Regions from separate parts of the Anser cygnoides genome. Here region 2 is linked to region 1. Evidence: chromatin contacts called from public Hi-C data. All regions are on one chromosome and are shown on one strand. The core of a region is the stretch at or near the end of the contact, and the rest is flanking DNA. Distances in the headings are between cores, read along the strand shown. Region 1 holds the start of UBE2B (ubiquitin conjugating enzyme E2 B). Region 2 overlaps SAR1B (secretion associated Ras related GTPase 1B).

Region 1 (7,713 bases), core at 4,659-7,158:
GGCAAAACCTAAATCCATTCCCGTTCCCACTGATGTCAGGGGAAACAAGATTCAGTGTCTGAGCAGAACAATTTTTTTTCAATCCATTAGCGTCTGTAACTGCATTTCAGTGAATATAGTAATTATGACATCAGTGAATTCAAATTAACTTAAATGCTTATGACACTGTGGACTGGCACTTATGCTACTGAATCTCTTTGGCGCTTCTGAAAAGCCCAACTTCTCTAATTAGCGATCTCTGATGTGCCACATTCTTCATCTGTGGACGTTCCCAATTAAACTGACTGAACCACTCGTATAAGCTAAGGCTGCAGACTGTAACTGAAAGGGGTTTCTAGTAGGGGATGCCATTACCAGATTAATCAGAATACTGTACAAATGCACATCCACGTATTCGACTGCACTAATAGGAAAAAGCACACTGCATTTTGACAAAGTACTGTCATCTTCTGCTCACGTAAAACTGTTTTACAAATGTAGTATATAAGCCGTGAAGTCGTAACTCAGCTCAGCCAAGTGCTTCTGAATGTATGCATTTCTCGCATCCTAAACCTCCCTGCCCATGTAAATGGCAACGTAACAAATGAAATTCACTTTGCAGAACTGAAAGGCCTCCTGCACGTCTCGGGTGCAGTGCTTCTGGGGCAGTGCTCGGGGAGATTCGCTGCACGGGGAAGCGGCACACCCCTCAGCAGGTTTCGCTTCCAGATTTCTGTTGGTTAACACAGTCTGCGGTCGTTTCGTATTAGATAGATGATTCTTCATTGGTGGGGTTATAAATGCACACAATTACTAGTAAAGAAGGTTATGAACTTTGATAGTAAGAGTTCCTCTAAGATATGTGGACTGTATCTGCCAGTACGACAGTGAGCTGGGGATATTTTCTGTGCCTTTTTAGGATGCTGGACTCGAGGAAGTACCACCCTGACAAAGCTGGGCTCCTTATGAAAATACCCTGAAGGTGAGGTGTCAAACTGCTCGAAAAATGGTACATCATAATCAGGTAATACATCAGCTGGTGAAAACAGATATAAAGATTGCATACCGTGTTCTTAGACTAGCATCCTCATGGGGATGGCTGAAACACATTTAAAATCTCTCATCAAAAAGCCTGCTCTCTTCACGTCTGAAATGTATCCAAGCACGCAGCACTGCTGTGCTCCTCGCTGTACTTCCTCTCTCGGAGGAGGATACATAAATGCAGATCCTTCCAGCTGACTCATTCTGCACTGTAGACTGTATTTGAGGTTTGAGAATAAAGGAATTATCTGTGCTTATTAAGCTATTTACCTCCATGTTTATAGTTCAACATTACCAGAATAGCTGCTGCAGTGTACTGTTATTATTGACAGCAATCGATACCTAGCAGTATGAATGAGAGCATAAGGAGTGGAATTACCACTCTTCTCTGCAATTCCAAACCTGCTCTGTAGAATTTGATAATATTCAGTGGATGATAGCAGAATTTTATAAAATGCAAAATAAAATATTTAGTGGGAACTAATTACACACTTGGAGGGGAAAAAAAAAGCAACACACCAGTTCCAAGTTACCATGTTGTGAACCACGCGCCCTTGTCCCAGAAGGCCTGCACCTTCTGTCGGTCTTCGTGTAACCCTCATCCCCTGATAACCACAGGGGTCAGCACCAGCAGTTCCGGGCACTTTTGATATGAGTAATGTGTCAAATCATGGGCAGGGCAAGCTGGCACAGATTAACTAGGAGTCTAATAGATTACCATCTTCTAGAGACTTGTAGAAAATCATGAATAATCTGGTTTATACAATAACAGTGCTGAATTTAAAAAGAAACCTTGTGCTGCTTTCGCGCAGTCTGAAACCAGACCTTAGAATATCTTCGACCTTATGTGTAGAGACATTATAGGTCACCATTTTAATTTAGTTTCTATACTATTATTTTCCTTTTGCTGGATGTTACATTGCATGTAAAAGTTCATGGTGTATAACCTGAAAAATAAATAACCAGAAATCCATTTAATACGAAGCAGGTTTTGTTTGTTTTTTTAGAAAAGGCAATTCTCAGGGCATGAAAGGATGGACTTTCAAGAAAACCTCTCCTGCTACAGCAGAATTGACTCTGTGAGCCGCAGAGTGCCCTAATTTCCCAAAGTCATCCACGTCCTAATGCTACTACAATTAGCAACTGCTTAATGTAGGTGATGAGAGACAGAAGCATTTCTGCACAGCACCCTGCCTATCAATGGCAGGACAAAACAGCAGTGATTAACAGAGATGAGACAGTACAAAAAGAAGGACAAGATGGGAGCAGGGCAGGACCAGCAAGCTACTGCAACAGCAGGGAAGACAGTTGGTAAAGTGGTTGCTTAGCAAAATGGACTGGCTCAAAATTAAAGTAGTAATCATTTTTAGCTTTTCAGAATTTCAGAGATGGGTCCAAATAGTCCCTAGTAATACTGCTAGTGCCCAAATACTCCTCTGATCGTCCAGTCAGATGTCACGTTACTGTGTTGTTTCGACTCTGCAGATCGTTTCAGTTGGAAGTCTTAAACTATTATTATGAAACAAAACCTGTTTCTCAATAAATAATTAAACTTTCAATATCTGAAAGTTTATCTATGAAGCACTACAAGGAGTAAGAATCTCGATCTGAAAGCAATAACATTTATTTAATGTTCAGTCTTGCAGGTGAGTTATTCAATTGAATCAGAGTACGCTAGGGTGAGAGCTGGTGGCTCCAGCTAGGAGAAAATCCAAGGTGATGGATGTCCTGACCAAAATTCTCGCAGAAAATTCGTGGAAATACGTCCCAACTCAAATGTTCCTATGGAGCTTTTACGGGAGATCTCCCCGCTGCACCATGAACAATCCCTCTTCTGTTTGGGGATGGCACAGCGCTGGTATAAGGAGTACACCACCCCTTTTGTGGCCAGTGTGCGCTCAGTATCCTGGGAAGAGAGCCAGAGCAACGTGATGTAATCCACAGCTGACAAAAAACGCCACCTGGGGAAGCCGGGGCAGCACGCAGTCTGAGCCACGAAGCTGACCTTTGGATTAAAGAAGAAGTGGTGGCCTTTCAGCCAGTTCTGCTTTCTGTCTGCTGGCCTGACGTAGCCGGGGTTCCGCCTCACGGAGAACACGCACAGCTTGCTAAGGTCACGCAGGGAAGTGCCTTTGTACAGAGGTACACGCGGTGACAGCACCCCGCAGTCAGGGTATTTCATAGCTCACCAGCGTTCACACGTGCCCTTCCACTATTTGCTTGAAACAGACCGTTCCCACGAACGTCAAAACTTTCTCCCCAAATTTGAATTTTACTCTAGGGGAGGTATTCCCCCTGCTCCTAGGGGAGAGGCAGGTGTGGTGGCCCTGGGCTTCGCTTGTCGGTGGTGTGCCCCTGAGTAAACCAAGTAAATACTTGCACACTGTGCTGGAGTATATTCAAGGAATAATTGTTAGAAGAGCCAGATATTTTGGGAGCCCCACACGTGGTTGTTTTCTGCAGGGTGCTTTTCTGAGGGCTTGAGGTGGGCCCAGAGGCAGTAACGGGCTCAGGGGCTGGGGCTGGGGCTGGCAGCAGGGAGGCACTGGGGGTAAACCCCTCAGTTCTCCTCTGTACTTCGGCACCACTTACTTGCTTCTGTAAAGGAGCTAAGGGTGAGAGCAAGTCAGTCACTTCTTTGCCACCTGCCCTTCTCTTTGCTCCCGAGCGTTTTGGGGAGAAAGGCGGCCTGCTGCAGAGCAGCGAGGTACCTGGCACAGCACGGTACCCGGGGCGCTCCTCGGCTGCTGCAAGGAGCGAGAACAAAAGTGGTGTCTAACAGGTGACTCAGCTTGTTCATTTCCCTAAGTTTGGAGTCGTGGGTTTGGCTGATGTTAATGCAGACATCTCCTCCCAGAGGGACACAGCGGCATGAAAGAGTGAGTGACCCGGAAAAAGGAATCATGATGTTACCAGGAGCATGGACTGCTCTAACAAACAGGAAAGCACGCAGCTCGCTTCATTCTTACTTCTCAAGCTTCTCATCTTATGAAGGGACAAAGTTATTTGAGAAATGCTCTGGTTTTACAAAAATTCTACACAAATATGTTTATTAAAGACTAAGATGGAATGGCTGTGCTGCAAAGTGCCGCCTTTCTGTGTAATGTATTCCTTTATCAAATATCATTTCTGGGGAGAAACAGGAATCAAAAACACAACTAGAAAGAAATTTCTGATGAGCAAGTTTTTTTCACCTACATATTCCATGCAATCAACAGGACAGAAATTGCAGCTGGTTCTTCAGAGGGGAAAAAAACCTAAAGCTTTCAATTTTCCTAATGAAGTTGCCAGCCACACCTGTTTAACTGCCAAGTAAGACTGAAAAGAAAACTTTAAATTAGATAATGCCAACACCCGTGAGGCCATCCTGGTGGGTATGGCTTTGTCCAAGCCCACCGTGTGGCCCAGGAGGAGGACAGATGATCAGTGCCCTCTGCTGCGAGCACTCGGCGTGCTCGGCTGCTCGTGCGCTGCCAGCCCTGCTGCGGGTGAGCCTCCCAGCTGCTGCGGAAGGGCCTGGAGCTGGCCTGCAGCAGGCTTCTTCCAAAAATAATAATTTAAAAATAAATAAAGATGATGGGCTTGGTAAGGGCTTGGCTGATGCCTGCGTTCAAGGAAGCAGCAGAAGGGAAGCTTTAAGGAAGCTGCTGTGACCTCTTGTTTCTTTTGCTCTTCCCCAGTGGTATCAAAGGAGAAGAAATACTGTTGCTGTTGCGATCCTGCTGAAAAGGTTCTGGAGTCCAGTGGAAACGATGTGGGATTTCAGAATTAACTCTTCTGTTCGGTGCCTGTGAGGGGCATTTCCACGCAGCTGGTGGCTGCCCCCAGGAGAGGTGTGGAGGTGCTTTGGGGTGGGTGTGTTGGGGGTGACTCGAGCAGCCCTTTGGGTAGGGGATGTGCTCGCTGCCAGGCCCGGGAAGCTGCGGCAGGGCGCATGTTAACAGCGGAATAGCGAGTGATGTTGAACTGCTGTTAATTATTTATACAGGTCCAAGCTTGCGCTTGGTTTTTACAGTCTACTTTCTCCCTTCTGAATTAGCTGGAGCTAAATATAAACTGCAAAAAGCTGGAGGACCAGCGGCGGCATGTAAAGTTGAAGCACGTGTGTGGGGAGAAGGAGGCAACTCGGGCCGAGAGGGCTGCGTGGTGGGAGCCGTTTCTCAGGAGCGCGGGGAGCCGCGTGCTGGTGGCCGGGGAAGGATCGCTCCTTGCTCCTACGCCTCCAGAGAAAGCTTGCTGCCTTGCAGCGTCAGGCTTTGTGCGAGTTCTTACGCGTGTACCTCACTTCAAGCATGTTTTCACTGAAGTGGGAGAAGGGGTTACAATTTTGGGTTGATGCCCTTGAAGGGTAGGTTCTTGAGCTGCCAGGCCGGGTGTGGGTACCCAGGGCAGCCCCTTCCCGAAGGCAGCCGGTGCCAGCGGGCTGCTGAAGCGCGGCTGTGGCACGAGCCGTGGGAAGAAGGCGCTTTGGGCCTTTGGGCTGGACTAAGCCTGCGATCGGTGCTCTGTGAGAGCATGACAGCAGGACGAGGACATTCATTTGTGGCGCTTCGTTACGGGTCTTGTGGCGTTTTTGTGACCTCCCAAAACGCGAGCCCAGAGCAGGGCAGCACACGCAGAGCAAAATCCCGCTTCTGGGGCTGGCTCCCGAGCCTCCACGTGCGAACTGGGCCAGGGCCTCGAAGCGGCAGGCTGCAGCGATGGCGCTAAGCAAAAACGAGGGGGAAAAAACCCAAAACCTGAGGTGAGGCCGGGCAGCGCCCCCCCCCCCCCCGCGGCAGCTCAGTGGGCCGTGCCGCGGGGCGCCCCCCTCCCCCCCCCCGGCGGTGGGCATGGAACGGGCCGAGCGCTCCCCCCGCCTCCCTCCCTCCCTCCGCGTGACGTCACGGGCCCGGCGGCGCGGCCCGCCCCCCGCGGAGGGAGACGCCATTGCGGGTTGTTTGTGCGGGCGGCGGCGGGAGGCGGTGCTGCGGCCCGGGGGGACTGTGCTCCGCCGCCATCATGTCCACCCCGGCGCGGCGCCGGCTGATGCGCGACTTCAAGAGGTGAGGGGGGGGGGCGGAGGTGTGTGTGTGGGGGGGGGGACGGGGTGTCCCCTCCTTTCCTCTCAGCCGCTGCCCCCTTGGGGTTGGGGGGGCGGGGGCTGGCTGGGGCCGAGGGGATTGGGGCTCCCCTCAGGTTCTGCCCCCCCCCCCCTCAGTTCTGCCCCCCCACCCACCCAAAAGGTTCTGCCCCCCCCCCCCCAGTTATGGCTCCCTCTTCAAGTTCTGCCCCCCCCCTCAGTTCCCCCCCCTCCCCTCAGTTATGGCCCCTCCCTTCAAGTTCTGCCCCCCCCCCCCCCTCAGTTCTGGGTTCCCCCCTCAGTTCTCCCCCCCCCCCCCCCCCAAGTTCTGGGTCTTCCCCGCCCCCCCCCCCCTCAGGTTCTGGGGTCTCCCCTTCAGGTTCTGGGCCCCCCCCCTCAACTTCCCCCCCCCCTCAAGTTTGGGTGTCTCCCCCCCCTCAAGTTCTGGGCCCCCCAAGCTCTGCCCGCCCCCCCCTATTTCTGGGCCCTGAGACCACCCCAGAACCGGGGGGCGCAGGGCCTGGTGCCGCCCAGCCCAGCCCAGGGCCCCCCCCCTTTTGCAGGCAGCAGGGGTCCCTGTGCCACGCACCCGGTGCCGCAGCAGTGGTTATTAGCTGGGGGCTTTTAATTGGTAATGGCTGCACCACAGGCTCGGGGATAACTTACTTCCTACGTCTGCCATGTAAACACGGCCGTAAAGCGGAGCGTGGAAAAAGTCGGTGTGTGGTTTGGGGTGGTTTTTGTTTTTTTTGGTAAACCTGGCAGCGTGTCGTGGGATCGCTCCGGGCCGGAGCGGCTCCCAAGTTGCTGGAGGTGAGTCAGCTTTGATAGCGTCTCTTTTTTTAGCGGAGCCCGTCTTACACCAGGACCTGAAAATACATCGGTAAACAGTTGACGTGTATTGTGTGGCGCTGGGCTGCGTGGCTGCCCAGAGCCGCGGTGCCAAAAGGCCTGATCGGCCCAAAAAAGTTGGGATTCGTGAGGTGCAGGCCCTAATTCTCGGGTTTTGTTCGGGTGTTAGTGTTTGGTGGCTGGTGGTCCTCGATTCCCGTTCAAATCACAACAGGATACTCGTTGTTTTCTAATGTTGTTAGGCTGCACAAGTGACCAAACATCAGTGATTCCTTCAGGGAGAAGGACTAGGTAGTGTTTCAAGACAGCGATCAGACTTTTTTATGATCTTGTGATCTCAGAAGGGCTGACTTGATAATTCTGAAATTTAAGGTGGAGAAGACTAAAGCCATGGAGGGGTTTAACCAAGTGAGCACAGCGAAACATGGACCACGTGCACATTTATTTATTGAATATTTGACCACTTTAATGCCCAAAAACGTACTCAGCTTTCTCATTGTCAGTTCTTTACTTCTCTCCTTCCTACCCCTAAGTTATATTTTTATTTAGCCTTATGTTACTCTTACCTCATACTAAAAAACAGACTGTGCGCCATGAACTGTGATTCACTTTGTTAAATATAAACTCCTTTTGCATGCTGCAATTGTCAAGAGTCGTGGAGGGCGAGCAGTCCAGCAGATCTTGTATCATCTGATTTACCTAAACCATCAGAGAGAGAGGTTATTTTTTAAATATATTTGCTGTTAAAAAAGGGGCAACAAATACATTTCCCCTAACAA
Region 2 (6,951 bases), core at 48-2,547, 140 kb after region 1:
TATCTCTGGTCAGAAGTCATGTGCACGAAGGAAGTGCCCCCAGCCCCGTCCCTGGGGAACGCTCCCACCAGGGATCAGCAATTTGAAGTTACTCTGCAAAACCCTGTATGGTTTCTAAGCTGAATTGCAGGGTACCGGAAGGATTTCAGAAATAAGCCTGAGAAACCCCAGCATTACCGCCAGCATGCACAGGCTGATTGGAAACACAGCTCCCACCAGTTGCTGATTTCTCCCCTTTCATAAGCACCAGCGTTTCCAAATAGAGCCCTGGGACCAGCCCACAAACAAGCTGTGGCAGAGCAGCATCAGGAATCCCACTCCAGAGAATTTTCTCCCTCTTTCCTCACCGACCAGAGGACATCTTTCAACCCAGCTAATTTTTCCCTTCCTGCATCGCAGTTTCTCTCTCGGACAAACGGTGTGTGGACTAGCCAAGGCATTGCTCCATTGCAGCTTGCTGGTGGTGGTGGCTGAGAGCTCTCTCCATTCAGTGACCAAGCATGACATAATCCCTCTGGACCACATTTTCTTCACAGGTTAAACAAGGACAAGAGCTCTCTGCATCACCAGAATGGTGAGGCAGCATTAGCATGTAGAAAGTTTTGAGATCCTGAAATGAAAAATGCATCAAAGGGTGTAAAACATTACAAATTTCTTACTCAGATGGCACACTTGCCATAAGAAATGGGGTCATAAGAAAAGCAAGGGACACATTCTTATCATTATTTTACCATAACTGCTCACCACAATTTTCTAATTCTAGTTCTGAAGCAGACAAGTGCAAAATGATTTGGAAAAAATTAACTAAGGAGAGCACATACTTAGGACTGGAGAATAGTTCCTTATGACAGAAAACAACATGCTTTCCCGTGGGCTGTGTCAAACACGAGAGGCACGTAAGCAAACAGGGTGACAAACACCTAAACTCAGGGCATCCCCACTCGATACTGTCCCACCAACAGTGCAAATCCTAGAGGTCTGCCGAAATCTAAGACAGCTATCATTTGCCTGTAAAATTGGATCTTTCTACCTATTTTAAACCTGCAAGAAAGGAAACATCATCCTTTTATGCTGTTTTCTGAGTTGAGGATTTGATTCCATGCACACCTGAACAGAAATCCTAGCAAAGGAGAGGCTGAACGGTTATTATACCCAGCTGAAGAAACCCAAACTCAGCACTAGAACATGCACTGGGTCAGAACGCTTCTTCCTGGTCATGATTAATGTAATTTGTCAAGAACTACTTGCTTAAAACTCTTTTTCTTCAAATTCCAACTCAGAATTTTATTTTCTATTCCTGATACTTACATTTCAAGCATGGCATGTGATAATAACAATAAACACCACATCAAGAACATGTTTAAGACCACTTTCTCCTTCAGCTTTTCTTCTGCAGTTTATTATATAAATTATGCTTTTAAACATTTAGAGCACTCACATTTCAAAACAGAAAATGTTTAGTTCCACACTGAAATACTAGTGCAAAAGTGGTTTATCTAAGTGCAAATAAATTACACGTCCCCACTGACAGCCAGTGGATTAGGCTGTTTTAAATACGGCTTTTAAGTCCATAACTATTGATTACATTATTTACACGAACTCTGAGCATGTTGTAGTCAATAGAAATATTGGACTTTGGTTGGTAACAACCAAATATGCTGACAGTACAAACAAGAGAGAACAAGACAGAACAATTCTACTTAAAGTAGACCTGTGAATTCACTGGGACTGGAGAACAACAATATCATTTTTCTGAGATGACTTTAGTTATAAATAAGCAGATGTCAAATGCTCTATTTGATGTTCAATTCCAATTATTAAAATACAATAAAGCCCACACACATGCAGGTATTATATTCCAGTGAATGCCACAGGTCATCTTTGGCACATCGTATGACAGTACCTGAACACTGAATACAGCATTAGATAACACGCTTCATGAAATAATCTTGGTCTGGCAAGAGGACAAATAAAACGCAAAGATCCTTCCCATTTCCAATGCCAATAATTGTTGCTAAAGAATTTATTAAACCTAGACTGAAATATAGCAATGCCTCTCAGATAAACAGTACAAACTAAAACCAAAGTTTAATTAAATCCAAGCAGAATAAATCTTATTCGACTCACAGATGCTACTGTATGGGGTCACTGCAGTGAAATATGGGCCATTTTGTCAGTACTAGTTATTAATATCTTAGAAATCTGCATTCATTTCTCTTGAAGTGGTGATGTAAAAACAAATTTGAGACACCTCATAAATAACGTCTTTATTAATGGGTTTTCTTTTTCACATTCTTTAAAGTGATGTTTAATTGAAGTCTGCATAGTCAAGAGTGCAAAAAAAATTCATAGGAGTCAGACCCAGAGGTGAACGTTGCCCCCTCCCCTCTTTTTTTTTTTTTTTTATAAGTAAGACTGGTCGCAATCATAGGAATAAGTAACCTCTAGAAATAAGTGAACGGGGAGATGTAGAGGTGGTGGGGATGAAAGCCACCAGAAAAACTCTCACCAGTATATTTTTCTATTAATAAAGTCTTCACACAAAGACACACGACACCCATTCACATTCATGTGCACAGCAGAATGTAAACTACAGAAGAAATATTTCCTCTACCGAAGGAACAGTGAGATTATTTGTGTATTTAACCGAGTGTTGTTCAGCTGTTCCCACAATGGGAACCATTACAATACCAAGACAGAAAAACAAAAGGTCCAATTTCTTCATGCCCTTATTACAACCACATTTAAACTAGCATCTCACAGTATGAAACATGAAATCTGAGTAGTTCCATAACACTAAGAATTACCCTTAATACACACTTTTAAAGCAGTATACCTCTGTCCTTTTTTAACACTTTAAGACTATCATCCCTTTCTTTACTGCTCACGTTATTCACAGTTGGTTGAACAGCAGCTGAAGAGGACCCCAGTCTCTTCCAATGCCCACGGAATGGCTCAGCCTACGGAAGTGGTCTGCGGGCACTCCCCACCCCAGTGAGGAGCAGGGCAGCAGAACATCTCCACTTCCAGCTTCATTTCCATCGGTACAGGCAGCACAGTCCCGAGTCTCCCATAGCAATGTCACTGTATGACTGCAAAAAGTATTTTTAATATTTACACCATCTACTGATTTAGCTGTTGCATTGTAACCGTTATCAGAAAAATCTAGAGAGGGGGAAAAAAAAGGCATGTCCCCAAGTGTAACTGCCGTAGGTAGCAACGACTCGCATGTCGTCCACACTGGTAAGAGGCTGCTTCTGATCTACAGTTTTGTCTTATGCAATACAGAGGCACTACTCTGCAGCAGAGTTTAAATGCAGAATTCTTTCACATCGGTCTCTTGGAAAAGCTATCAGATATCCTCACTTCTGAACTTCACCATGAACAAACTAGGCTTAACGCTTCTATAAGACTGCTGTAACAAATGTCAGCTATAATCTATATTAGTTAGGTTCTGAATTATTGATCTTATTCAGAAGCATAACGTAGGACTGCGGGGAACTAATCATCAATATTCAATCATACAAGTCCAGATCTGGGCAAGAAGTACATCTCTTTTATTCTATAGGCTTTGAAAAGGTCCAAATTTCTATTTTTTTTAAAGCCTATAGGCTTTAAATCCAAGAGACAAGCCCAGTAGTTCAAGAGAGAAAATGAAATCAAGGCAGACAAATATACCTTTGCAGCTAAGGATATTGAAAACATAGGGCCTAGAGTATTTTAAAGAAGACCTACAACTGCGAGGAGAAGTAGTCCCTGTCCTGGGATTCAGTAAGAATATTTGTAGCAGTTCTTAGTTTCACAAGGGTGAAACACACTACATGGTGAAAGTCAAACCCACCACAGTGAAACAACGATTCCCAGGCTGAAACCCTACCTTCATTAGCTACATCACAGAGGAAAACATCCTGCTGCACACAGAAACACAAATAACAGTTCCATGGCAATGTCAGCTAGTGTCAACAAGAAGCTGATGGATACACGTTTCACCACTCCTTCTTAGAAAATAACCTGTCCTCTCCTCAGGGAGCTAATGCACTGGGAGATGGGGAAAAAACAGTCAGAAGTCTGGAAAACAAACACTGAAGATAATGAAGTTTTACCCCAGAAACAAGCCACTTGGGCATCCAACGACTGTTATATTGACTAAGCTTCAGGGCAAAACTGTAGAAAAACAATTCACCTTAATCCAAATCAAAACACCAAAAATAGAATTGTCCGACTGGGTGTGGGCTGATAAATTTTCACAAGCAACAACAGCAATTTTTTTTTCCTGGCAATTTCACTGATAAATCTTCTGGCAGAATCCAAATCTAATTAAACTGAGAACAGAATAATTTAGTGCAGTACCTTTCTTAATTTCTTCAGTAAAATTTGTATTTTTTGTCACTTCAGGGGTTTAATTCAAGGTACCAGTAAAGTAAGACCACTTTTGACATTAGTTCATGATTTGCATTGACACAGATTTTGTATTTTTTAAAGGTGGTAGTTATAAGGGCATCGGATTAGAGTTTTCTTCTAGTAATGCAAGATCCTAAAATAAATGCAATTTGGTAGTCTGAAGGAAACACCTTACTCCTTAACACACAATGAAACTACTTTGTGGCCTTCTGTGTTTCAGGAAAATATCCCCCATATTCAGATCATTAGACAGCCTCACTAGTTAAGACACATTAAAATGAAACATTTTCCATTAAAGTCGCCAAAAACTGGATTTAAATTTATTGCATGACGTTGCATAAGAAAGTATATTATTGAAAACTGTAAGGCATCATGCAATTATCCATCAGCTAATTATTTATTATTCGTTGAAAGATGGTTATATACTCTAAAGTTATAAAACCAGTTTCAAAAAAGTACATAAAAAAATTTAACATGATAAGCATTAAATATTTTTCACGTCTGTAGTTTTTAGCTGTTAAAAAGTGCATTCAAACATACTGTACTGGAAAGTTGCTCTGTCCAAAAATGGTGCTGGAGATTTGTTAAATTAAAAGTTGCAAAAGAATGTTGTATGGGATTAGAAAGCTAAAAAGTTGTGGTACTTAAACTTACAAACTTGCTTGAAATAATTTTTCAATCCTCACACTTACAATTTAGCATAGGTGGTATAATTATGTAAAAATGTATGCTTATATAACTAAACAGTCAAATGAATTCAAGTTACGTACACTGAGTGATCAGAGAAGGAGCAGACTTAATATTTAGACATGGGACAGAAAGTACTAATGTGATTTTGGCGTTAATCTATGTACTGTGCCATCCAACGGAATCCTTCTCCGTAGCCTTGTCTCTTTAGCACGCTGCACATGAACACTTCTAGTGGCCTTGCATTCAATTCTTTCAATGGTATACTGCCCTGCAAAGAGACAAAAGTATTCCAAGTTATGGTATCTTTACAAGAAGATTCCTCCTCTACATCAACATTTATTTCAATGGAATGCCATTACTTAATTCATGTTGGGCACTAGAATTTTAGAAAATAAACTAACCTAAAACATTTGCACACCTTACTAGGACTACAGTCACTGAGGAAATACGCTGAGCATCTTTACATGCGCAGCCACATTTGGAGAGCATAAAGTATATGTATGAACCTGAGTACAAGAGCAAGCATGTGCACAGAGAGCTTATGCTCAGTTTTCAGAAGAAGTTCCCTGCTCTGTTTCTAATAGCTTTCCAACAAGATAAAAAGAGCATTTGCTACAAATCAGGACTGACCACAGTCAGAGTGCGAGTTGCTTGCTTGCCAAGAGCATCACAGTGTGACAAAGCTATTGCTCAACTGGACATTCACAACAGGAGTCATACATCATAGACTATGTGCAGTGTTGTAAAAAACAGGGCAAGATGCAAAAAAAAGTATCTATAGTAACTGTTTACAGTCTATTACACCTATTCTAAACTAACCTATGAAATTCTTTTTCACTTGGAAAACAAAGAGGTACAGATTCGCTTCTGCTCAACCTAAACTCCAACTAGCACTGAACTCTGAAGCAGAATACAAAAGCAAAGAGGAGTTACAAGACTGGATCCTCTCCTCCACTGCTGGTCACCTAATGCAAGCTGGAATGGAAGTGACACTGGAACAGCTTTGTCAGCTGCATCAGGAGAGGTGTACTTCCAAAGACAAAGGATAATGGAGCAACTTGTTTCTAACTACTTGTACCCAAATGCCTACTACAAGTAATACACTGTATTTACTTTAGAGAGAGTTGAAGTATTACAAAGATGCATAATACAAATCTGTCTTGTTGTTACAGATGCCAGTAGGATTTTTTTTTCCACAGCCTACAAACTCAGATTTTTTCCATGATGTAAACCTATTTCTAAACTTTAGTTAAACACGTTGAGTAATGATTTGTATTAAACCTGCAATTTAAATAAAAAAGTCAATTACTGAAAGACTTTATCAGGTTTTCTCTTATAGTTCTCACTAGAACTATAGAACTGTATCCTCTGAAAACTTGTTCACCCTTTAGAAGTACTGCACTGGAAAAGTTCAAGTACTGACAACTATACTAGGTACTAATACCTTTTCTCTGGAAAAAAATGTGGCATTGAAAACAATGAATAGAAGTTGCAGTAGAGGTGTATCTAACACACACATGCACAAAAGAAAGAGACTTCAGCATTTATTCCATATAAGTCTATAATGTATTAAGTACATAATAAACTAAAAAACATTTGTTTTGTGTAGCTGAAGTGGACTGGAACCAACACAGAAATATAAAGCAAACACAAGATCCCTAACCAAAAAAAACCACAACATTACCTTTCCTGTTGTCTGGCCGTACAGACCAAACATCTCTCGTAACCTCTCTTCGCTGATGGCTTCAGGTCTGTCAATCTTATTACCAAGGATTAGGATAGGCACATTAGCAATAGTTTCATCTGTCATTAGTGACTACAAAGGGAAGGAGAAAGGGGGAAGAGATTATTTCAGGATAT

What was found. Hi-C and Micro-C count contacts between places; a contact is called where the count stands out from the background.
Region 2: a contact with region 1 is called in a Hi-C map of liver, with 2.2 times the contacts expected there. The contact joins the enhancer-like site here to the promoter of UBE2B in region 1. A contact is called at or near these places in 5 of 7 Hi-C or Micro-C datasets (fetal liver, granulosa cells and liver).

The regions. Positions count from the first base shown.
Region 1 is chr14:3,072,427-3,080,139 of Taihu_goose_T2T_genome, forward strand. UBE2B (ubiquitin conjugating enzyme E2 B) reads left to right here and starts at 5,909. Exons shown (of 6, transcript XM_067005580.1): 1 at 5,909-6,065. The coding sequence starts at 6,022. It overlaps LOC106032770 (a long non-coding RNA gene), which reads left to right. Exons shown (of 4, transcript XR_010834967.1): 3 at 899-1,003; 4 at 4,701-5,729.
Region 2 is chr14:3,214,469-3,221,419 of Taihu_goose_T2T_genome, forward strand. SAR1B (secretion associated Ras related GTPase 1B) reads right to left here. Exons shown (of 7, transcript XM_067005585.1): 6 at 6,776-6,907; 7 at 1,360-5,359. The coding sequence ends at 5,243. Among named protein-coding and RNA genes, the nearest start is that of SAR1B, 15 kb to the right of the region's middle. Within about 2 kb of position 1,298, at least 1 of the 3 cell types and tissues checked has open chromatin away from gene starts, as enhancers often do. A contact at or near this core is called in liver, where this site is marked.